Regions from separate parts of the Drosophila melanogaster genome. Here region 1 is linked to region 2. A link is a contact called in public Hi-C data. All regions are on one chromosome and are shown on one strand. Each heading gives the region's core, a stretch centred on a gene start, on an enhancer-like site or on the middle of the called end of the contact. The rest is flanking DNA. Distances are from core to core; before and after follow the strand shown. Region 1 holds the start of CG14434. Region 2 holds the start of kdn (knockdown).

Region 1 (5,242 bases), core at 2,013-4,512, 520 kb after region 2:
GAGGACATTGGAGAAGGAGCAATATCAATTACAACGGGGAAGGGGGACCAGGTGGTCCTGCGTCCGGAGTTGCCAACTGTCACCGAAGGACACGGCGAAGAGGAGACCGAGAAAAGTGTTGAGGATGAGAAGGGAAGCGGAGGAGCAGGAGCAGGAGCAGAAGCAGTAGATGCGATAGAGAAGAGGTGCAGTCTAATTTCTGACGCGTTCTTTAAAACACCTTTTTGTGCGGATTGACAGATACGATGAAAACTTACAGCAAAGCAATGCCAGCCCATACACACACACACGTGCAGAGGAAAATGCGGCAAAAAGAAAGTGGAGAAGAGAAGTGGAGTTCGGGAAGTTACCAAGGGCTGGAAAACGCAGTAGGTGGGAGGAAGAGGGAAAGCCTGGTGAAAAGACAGAGAGAGCTACAGCAGCTGCAGCAGGCGAATGAAAGTGCATAAAAGGCTGCCAAGTAAACTGTGCATCAGTGTTGATATTTATGTCTATGTTTTAACAATACTTATGCATATACATACATTTGTATGTATATGTATGTATGCATGTGCTTTGTGTGCAAACTTGGTAAGCACTTTTCATCTTTTTTTTTGAGCCTCTTTTGTATGCTCGTGAATTGCAACTGCAACTGCAGCTAAAACAACAAGAATCTAGCAAGTGAACCCCAAAATGATAAGCAAAAGATGCGGATACTGATAATGAAAGCGGGAAGCAGAACGGGGTAAAACAACACAAAACCAACCGCAAAAACTTGATGGTGTAAAGTTGCGTTAAAGCCACATAGGCTTAACCCACTATTTACCCGAGCGAATTTAGCGATAAACATTTAAAAAATATACAAAACGTGCAAATTGAGTTTTAACTGGAAATTGCATACTTGAACTGTTTGTAGAATTCCTTTAAAATAAAGCTGAGGAAACACCTGTTCCGCATGGTACTATCCTTTGTGGCAATAGCCTAGACTTACATGGAATATCCCCCAATAGTGGAGCATAATAGTTTAACATCCGCATTACTGTCCAATCCTATGCGTTCGTATTTCAAAATCTGAAATCATGAAAAACACAAATTTCTATGCATATACTGACATAAGTTCAAGCGCATTTAAAGTGTATCTTCCAAAAAGATAACCGAAGAGAAATAACCGCAAGCATTTCAACTCGAATGTTTGTTTTCCACCTAAAAAGTACTCACTTAGAGCGTTTGGTAATTGACACACAGAGGGTTAAAGGTGGCAATGGGGCGGTGGGTGTTGAAAGAAGTGGGTGCAATGCGATGGTTTGGGGGGGTTGGGCACACGCTCACATTAACACCGGCACACCAACACTCTGTAACGCTCTCAGGTGCTGCGGGCGCATTAGCCGAAAGCAGAAAGCAAAGTGCAGCGGAGAAGGAGAAGAGGAGAGGAAAGCAGGGCAGAAAAAAAGTGATGTGAGTGGGAAGATTGCGGTGGAAAGTACTGCGGGTGGTGGGCGTTGCGCGCTTGGGGGGAGCCGAGGTCGAACGGATGTCCGGTCCCCATTGATTGGCCAGAGTCCCCAATGAAAGGAGCAGTGAGTGGGGTAATTTTATAGAGGCAAAGAGATACGCAGCAAATCTGCATAATTTTAAGTTTGTGTTAAGAAACTATGTAGATGGTAGAACGACTTTCCCCATTAACGTTTGGTGGCACAAATGCATTTACAAGAAAATGTTAGAGAAAATTCCTGAAGCAACTCGCACAAAAATTGTAAATAGCCATTAGTCGCTGTCAAAGCCAAGACTGTTTAAAAAGTGTTTACACATCCAGCAGTATTAACAATATTACTAACGTAATTTTGGCAAAATTTAACCGTTTCTAAGCGGTAAGATCTCTTGTTCGTTTGTATTTTTGTATATTGCCACCATACATATGTATATACATACATACATATGTACATATATATGTACAAACATCATCAAGCTCGGTAAGCCCTCCTAGTTCTACTTCTTTGTGCAGCAAATATCGGTTTTCTGTTCCCTGCGCAATCGTGAAGCTTGCCAAAATCATAGCAAACGGCAGAGCCGACCATCCGCCTACCGCCCCAATCCCCCGTTTTGAGCCACCCAACGCCCAATCCAATATTTCCCATTGATGGTTAAACGAACGGTCTACATCCACGCATGCAAACATACATACATGTGTACGCCTAGATTCATACATGCAGACAGACGCACACATGCAGGCACATGTTTAGTCGTGTTTACATAGCAAAGCGCGCACGAAACGGGGCCTTTCGTAACGCTCGCTTCTCACGCTGTCTCCCTCTTTCTCCCCTTACCCAACCCCTCGCACTTACACCCTCTCTCTCTCACTCTCGTACACTCTTCGTTCGCATCGATGGCGACTGACGATGTCGAATGCGTATGCCCACCACTACAGATGCACATTTCGCACACTTTAACCGTTGCACATAGCCTCGTACATATAGATTTATGTATGTATATGTATATACATATATATCTATGTACATAGTTAAGCATATGACTAAATACGAATACCGCACTATTAGAAGGGGGTTTACATGGCCGTAGAGAAAAAAAAAACAAAAAACATCTTCCACACAAAGTACAAGAAATACCCAAACACACTCACGCACAGCTGACTAATTAGCAAAGCAAAACACCAAAAATCAAAACCCCCACTCAAAATCAAGAGAGATGCCACGAAACAGGGAGCCCGTAGAACGAAAGAATTAAAGAAAGCCACGCACTGGAGAGTCTCGTACCGTACAAACTAAAAAGCCCGGGAGACACCTGAAACCAAAGCCGAGAGATACCAATAAACTGCAGTGCCTTCCATTGACACTCGGCTTTTGAATACCCTAAAAACTGATTGGTGTACTTACGTACATTCATATATAAATTGCGTTTCGGTTTATATTGTGTAATCCTATTACACACATAAGCATATGATTGAATGAAAACAAGTAGAACCTTTAATAGGCTACAGTTGGTTCTAAATAAATTGAAGTGGACATTGCATTAAGTAAAATACATATCACAATGTGTTTTGGCGCAACTGTACGTTTAGTTTTCGGGACCAAATAACACCTGTTTTGATCTGACTGTACTTCGCGGGACTCGTTATTAACTGGCAGTTAACTTTTTAGCCCCGTATGATGGCGGCACAATGGAATTTGACTTGGACTCTTGGACCTGGCTAATTAAATTTTTTTTTTTGGTAAATGTTTAGAGTCGGGGCGACCTTTTGGAGCTGCGCCCGTTCGTGAACTCGTGTATTCGTTTGTTCGTGTTCGTGCTCGGTCGTTCCCGGTTTTCTCTGCCTTCTGGAACGGGGCCTGTCTTGAAAGCCGCAGAGCGCGCGAATACCGAAAACTTCTTGCATTCGACGGTGCGAAAGGGACGGGGAGAGTGATGGCATGTGGGAAAGGGAGAGGGCTAGAGCGAGGAGAGGTGGCCATCGAATGCTAAGCAGGGGCCTTTGCTTTTGCTTTTGGTGCTTGCCAAAAATAGAGCCGCCCCGCCACGCCTTCGCCCACAAAGAGCACCCACCCACCCACTCCCGCACAAAAGCAACAACATCATCATCACACCACCAATACCAAAACCAATACCAATACTGTGACCCAGCCAGCTCTCTGTGAACATGTGTCAGTGTGTGTGGGTCTTGTATATAGCATAGCTTAAGCTTTCCTTGTACCGTGGTTCAAATGCCAGGGGAAAATGGCATTATTATATTCTTATAGAGAAATAATATATACAAATAAATTTGTACAACTGTATGTAAAGAGTAAACATGTAACAAGGAAACACTAATTTTAAAGTAAATTTAGCTAGTTTGCATTATTTTTTACACCATTTATATGAGTAAGCCACAAAGAAGCTTGCCTTTTTTGATCTGCTTGATTCCCAGATGGTGTTACTAAAAAATAATGCGAATTTGAGAGAAAGTTTAACAATAAAAAGTTCAAATTCGAGATACATATGTGTAGAGTATTTAAAGAACTTAATTGTGAGGTTAAATATTCAACAAATGGTAAACTTGTAATCCCATAAATTCGTATTATTTTATAAAATTTTACTTTCATACTGAATTGGCTAAGATCCCTTAATTAATTTCCATAAGTTGCTTATGTCTTAACCACTGTGGGTTGTAACTCTGCAGCTACGTTGACGTCGGCGTCGCAGCTTAGAGCTAGTCGATGAGCGGAAGGAGAGAGAGAGAGCAGGCGTTCGTCGAGGAGGGGGCTAGCCGAATAGGGTGAGAGAGAGCGATGGCAGAGTAGGAAAATGCATAAGAAGGGGGGTGGGGGCGCAAAAGGGAGACGGACAGCAGCAACAACAATTCGGCAAAATGTTCGTGGCAGCGTTGCAGCGACGCCGACTGCGCTACGGGTGTTTGTTTTTTTCTCTTTCGTGTTTTCCGTTTTTCTTTTGCGCTCTGCATCCGCTGCCGCAGTAGGCGTCGCTGCCGGCGCGCTGCGCCAGTGTGGGTGAGCGCACGGCTGTAGGTTTGTGTGTGTGCCGTACACATTTTTCAGTTGACTTCGTTGAAATAATTTTCGTAACAACGATCACACTCGTTTGTGTATTGCGAAGACGGGCGGACGTGCGTCGGCGTCGAATGCGGAACAAGCGCTAAAGCAAACTAGCGAAAAAGTGCGAATATCAAAAGAAAAGAGAACCAAACAAATTGTTTTTTTTTTTCACCACGAGCGTCGTCGCAAAAACAACAAAAAGGAATTTAATAAACCAAAAGCAAACGAGGAGAGAGAAAGCAGCAACTAAATATAACAACAAATGCATTAAATAGTTTTGTTTTTTTTTTTGCCACACTGCCAAAATGCAGTTAGCGTTTGTTTGTGTAAGTGTACCACATGCATACATAATGTATAATTTATATGCCAAAAACAACAACAGCAATAGCATTGTGTGCAAAATGTTGAAATGAGCTCGAAAAACAACAAAAATAAGTGCGCGCATTAACACACGCACACTTGCAAAGGAAAACATCTAAAAAAATTATCACGTGTGTGTGTGTGTGTGTGTGTGTGTGAGACAGCCGGTCAGTGTGACCGTTTGTGTGCCAGAAAGAGAAGGATCGAACAAGCCGGCTGTTTATTTCTTTTATAGTTCTGTTTAAATAACAAATACACTTGCCAAAAGAATTTCATTTTGATGTGTGAATAATTAAAAAAATCAGTAAGACATAATGCAGTCTTTGTTAAATATATATTGACATATATGAGCATATATA
Region 2 (5,096 bases), core at 1,679-4,178:
TGACCCTCAGCGATCGTGACCACGAGGCGCTGGTCAATGCCGAGGAGGTGATTATCGATGAGAACGGTCACGCGGTGACCCTGCAGGAGCTGGTCGAGAACAGCACCGTCGAGGAGGAGACCATCGAACAGGGCGATGGTACACACACCATCCTTCATATTGTGCCCAATATTCATGGCGAGGAGGTCGAGGAGGATGAAGAGCTCGAGGATGGCGAGGAGGTAGAGCATGACGATGAGTTTGTCACCGTCGACCACGAGGGCGGCGAATTGGAGGTTGAAGATGACGAGGTGGGCTCTATTGTGTTCGAGAGTACCATCGACCATGCCGAACAAGATCCGTATGGTCGCAACAAGACCTTCTACTGTCCCAATTGCGGCAATTGCTACAGCGCCGCCGGCTCCCTGAAGCTTCATATGCGCGCCTGCCTGCGGCAGAGGAACGAGATCTCCACCGATGAACGCAAGTGCAAAGTGTGCAGCAAGGTCTTCAACTCGGTTGCCTACCTCAAGGAGCATATGATGCGGCACACGGGCGAGCAGCCCTTCCGCTGCACCCGCTGCTATCGCAAGTTCGTCGAGGAGAGCAAATTTACCGCCCACATGGAGTCGCACAAGCACCAGGACAAGCTCGAGGCCGAAGCGGTGGCCCTGGCCGCCCAGCACGGCGGCAAGAAGGTGGTCGTCAAGGAGTTCCAGTGCGCCTTCTGCTCGCAGAACTTCACCGTCGTCTTCGATGTTGGCCAGGTGAAGAGACGCTATGCCTGCGACGCCTGCCGCGATAAGTACTCTAATGCGGAGGCACTGCGGCAGCACAAGCAGCAGGTGGAGGAGAAGCGCGAGTTCAGCTGCGTACGTTGCGGCCGCAAGTTCGTTTTCGAGGGCTTCCTACAGCGCCATCTGCCCACCTGCGATGGCAGCATCAAGCGTCGAAGGGACATGAAGTAGAGGCGGCCACAACGTGATGAGCACTGGCGGCGTCGGCAGCAGCTGGAGCCGGAGCGTGATGAGCAGAAATCGCCGCCGCCAGTGCGTTACGTTGTTATCAAGCAGGAGTACGTAGATTAGGAGCAGTAGGATTAGCTGGAGCACGAGCTAGTTTCTAATGATTCGCCCATGCAAAACTCGGACACTAGCCGCCCGGGCCAGGAGAAAGGAGCAGCTGCTGTTTATCTACACGCAAACATAAGTCCACACCCATATTGTATTTTTTGGGAGCCACAACGGGGGCCACTGTCGTCAAGCGATTCCAAAGGAAAGGGTTTATCTTTTACCTAGTTGTACACAAATCCACACACACAGTTGTTTTTTTTTTTATATGATTTCAGGCCAACTCTGCGGTTTACAATTGAAGATAAAAGCATGTCGACGGATGTCGATCATGGCCCATGTATAGATATATATTACTTACTTATAATTACGACTACTTAATGTTAGAGCTCACGATCACCCGCTATTGTGTAATAACCCGAAACTCCAAATACTGACACACAAAACGAGCGTCAAATCGATGTTGAATTCAATAAAAAATAAAAATAAAATAAATCAAGAATGTTTTTCAATGGCTCAAGATTTCTTCATTGCTATTTTAATAATCCCTATTGAATCATAAGCATTTCGTAGTGTTTTATGTTGTGAATTTATTATTTTTACTAAGCAGCAGATTTTCAATTAGATTTTAATTTGGTGACACAGCCAACTGGGATTCCCCGCTGTTGGTGCCACCAAATCCATCTAATTTGGCCATTTTTGAGCACTGCCCGTGGGCTATATTGCAGCTGGACGGCAACGCCCCCGGTTTGGTAAAAATCTCTGGCTACCTCGGGTGGTCCAGCACAGGATTTGGATTAAACACACACAAAGAGAATCGGTATTTCAGCCAATCTGATCTGACATTATAATTGGTCGATACTTTCTTTTTTTGGCGCTTAGGCGGATGATCTACAAACAAAAAGGTGCGTGCTTAGGCATTAACTAATCCATTAACTAGGCCGATTTAGGACCAGAGCTTCAAGTGGGCACGCTTGGCGTACGACTTCCAGTCGGAGTGGGCGTAGAACTCCTTGAAAATGGGCGTGACCAGGGTATCCTCGGGCAGGGTCTTGAAAACGGGCTCACCATACCAGGTGCCCACCTCCCAGCCGGGCACGTTCTTCATCAGCTCGGCCTCCTCGTCCCGATTGCGTCGCAACTGGCGCAGGAATTCGCGATCCCGCTCGGCGACCAAAATGGGAAAGATGACATTCTGGGCGGAACGCATCTCGATCTCGTCGCGCTTCACCTTCTTGGCGGTCAAGTAGTAGATGCCCAGGCCAACGGCTGTCACAACCACATAGGTGCCGATGGTGGTGAAGCCTGCCGAGGGATTGATATAGTTACCAGCACATATATGGTTAGATCAATGGGATTTGGAGGAGCTCACCTGTGAAGTAGCTCTTCGGTGGCACGCGGGCAAAGGGTATCTTCTTGTAGCCGCCCGGCGGTGGAAGGTCCTGTTTCGGGGGACAATGCGGCACTGCCGTCGCCATGGTGACTCCTCCTGTGGTACAAAGTATATATCAGTCGGCTGTTTGGCCGGTAAACTGGGACTTACGCTCGAATAAAGGGAAAAAATCTGTTGAATTGTCAAAAAAATGACGTTTTTTGCATAACACCAAGGCAGTGTGGCCTGACTTGGGGCAGGGTAAAATACCAAGTAGTGACGAAAATATACCAAAAAGTGGCGAATACTGCAAACGAAGTTGAAAAATATTTTCTAACGTGAAAAGTTGAGTCAATTTATTTGATTTATATTATATTATTATCGAAAGACAATCACAACAACAAGTCACAGTAGAACGTGCAAACGTTTATACGGTATTACAGTATATACAGTATTCCGAACTGTTTGATACCATCCCTATATTTATCGCAATCGCTTTCCTGTCAAAATAAATTTTTGTATCCTACATCACTAGCTTTCACATTCCCAAAAACAAGAGAAAAAGCGAACTAGAAACTTCGAAATATCGTATATATTTACAGCTAAAAGTAGTAATGTTCGTACGCCGTTTCGGAAATGGCTCTTTGGGCCATCATTTTGCCTTTCAACGACGTTATTTGGCTAAAAATTCTATGTGGGACTCGAAGTCCATTGGGACTCCAAGTTCATTCCGAATGCGTTCCAAAAAGGATAACGTGACTGGCAATCTCAAGGAGCAGCAACAATCGGCGACTCCGGAAACCTTGAACATGCCTGATATGCAGGATGCCCAAGTGAGTTTTCTTTTAATATAAATCTCCCTTCATCTGATTTTTCCATAACAGCGAGAAAGGTGACCAAGACCATATGACCATAAACAAATTTTATTTAATATTTGCCAAGATCTGTTTTTCCAAATTTCGTTCAAAAATGAATCAGTTTTTTGGCCACAACTTTAAAAATATTTGTCCAAATATGGAGTTCCATATCTCGTTGAGCTCGTATTTAAATTCCCTATCAAACTGTATCCACAAATGGAAATTCTATTTTTTGACCATTTTTCGCAAATTTTGATGATGTTACCCCTTACAAAAAATGCGAAAAATTACCAAAAAATTAGTTTTTCCAAATCGGTCAAAAAGTGATTGGGATGGTTAGCCTTCGCAATTAGCTGCTCAAAACAGTTATTCTTTTCGCTTTGTGATCACTTTTAGTCAAGTTATGATTAAAATGCCCATCTATAATTTTGTAATTTTTGCAAAAATAATTTTTTTCGATTTTCCGTCATAAAAGAATCAGTTTTTTTTTGCCATAACTTTAAAAATAATTGTCTGAATACGGAATGCAATACCTCGTCGAGCTCGTATTTAAATTCCCTGTCGAACTGTATCAAAAAATAGGAATTCTATTTTTTGGCCAATTTTTGCAAATTTTGATGATGTTACCCCTTACAAAAAAAAAATTGACCCAAAAATTAATTTCCCTAAATCCTTCAAAAAGTGGTAGGAATCCTAGCACTGCGAATTCGCTACTAAAAGTAAAAAAACTACTAAAACTAAGTAATTAAAACTACTAAATTGTAAACTGTACGACAAGTTTTAACAAAGTTATGATGATAAACGTCTTCGTGAATATCGAACTTTTTATTGATCTGTGGCCTTTTTCGGCAAAGCTTTATTATAAAACTTCAGTTGAAATATGATTATTTTTTACAAAAGTCGGTGTTTGATTTTCCCGCAATAAAAAGATATTTCCCTCACACGACAGTATTTATACTCTATAGCAAACAGACAATGTCAGGGAGCGGTTTAAAATGCATGGAAATGGGGGGTGTCGACTGGGATAGCTAATAGACTTTTTTAAAATTGGAATTGAAAACTAGTCTGCACTCGAGCAAATGTCAATTTATATGGATCTTAGTAGAGCAAAAATGCATCCAAAGCATATAACATCTATTTCAATTAAATAAGTTGCGTGGGCGTTTTTTTTCAAGTACCAGAGCAGGCAGCCCACCTTAAGTGTGACCTTTCTGGGGGAGAGCGGAAAACGCCGTTGCGTGGGAATTAGCGGGTGTTCTTTGCGCTCGTGCCGCCCCTTCCCGCAGAAAATGCGATTGGCGCCATTCAGTTGCCGCGCAGCTGCTAGACGAGAGACCCACGAAAAGAACACTTCACTTCCAGAAAAAGGAAAGCAAATTTTTTTCTGTGTGTGTGTTTTTTTCTAGCCAAGGCGAAAGTGTTTTTCTTCTACTCGCAGCCGTACGTAATCGCATTGCCATGTCGCTCTATCGCATTTCCGCACGGAAATTGTCCGAGGCACAGGTGAGTTCTTCATTTTAACTTTTCGAATTACCCCTTTGCTTTTCGACCAGTGTATCGAATTCCCATGCTTTCCTGGGATCTCTATCCACCTCCTTCCAGTTAGCTAACCGTAAAGTGTGTCGCTTCTGTTGTTAAAACCTTCGTCCTCTCCCCTCCCTTTCGCTCTTCCTCAACCCATCCCTCATCTGATCCTACTCCTCTTTTCCCATCCTCTTCTTCTTCTTCAACACACGTCACGCTGGAATTGAAAAAAAAAGAATTTCCAGACATGTGCTTGCGATTAAGAACTTTATTCTCTTCATTGTTGTTGGCGAA

The links. A called contact is a pair of places that touch in the nucleus more often than the background predicts.
Region 1: a contact with region 2 is called in a Hi-C map of the Kc167 cell line, with 2.7 times the contacts expected there. The contact joins the promoter of CG14434 here to the promoter of kdn in region 2. A contact is called at or near these places in 5 of 107 Hi-C or Micro-C datasets (the Kc167 cell line, the S2 cell line, embryo and 2 more).

What each region holds. Positions count from the first base shown.
Region 1 is chrX:6,863,932-6,869,173 of dm6, forward strand. CG14434 reads right to left here and starts at 3,263. Exons shown (of 3, transcript NM_001298040.1): 1 at 2,871-3,263; 2 at 971-1,050. CG43736 reads left to right here and starts at 4,296. Exons shown (of 5, transcript NM_001298043.1): 1 at 4,296-4,849.
Region 2 is chrX:6,347,701-6,352,796 of dm6, forward strand. It overlaps kdn (knockdown), which reads left to right and starts at 2,929. Exons shown (of 3, transcript NM_167072.2): 1 at 2,929-3,254. The coding sequence starts at 3,036. ND-B16.6 (NADH dehydrogenase (ubiquinone) B16.6 subunit) reads right to left here and starts at 2,701. Exons shown (of 3, transcript NM_001316630.1): 1 at 2,593-2,701; 2 at 2,422-2,538; 3 at 1,316-2,354. The coding sequence starts at 2,527. The coding sequence ends at 1,996. CG3847 reads left to right here. Exons shown (of 1, transcript NM_132089.4): 1 at 1-1,536. The coding sequence ends at 947.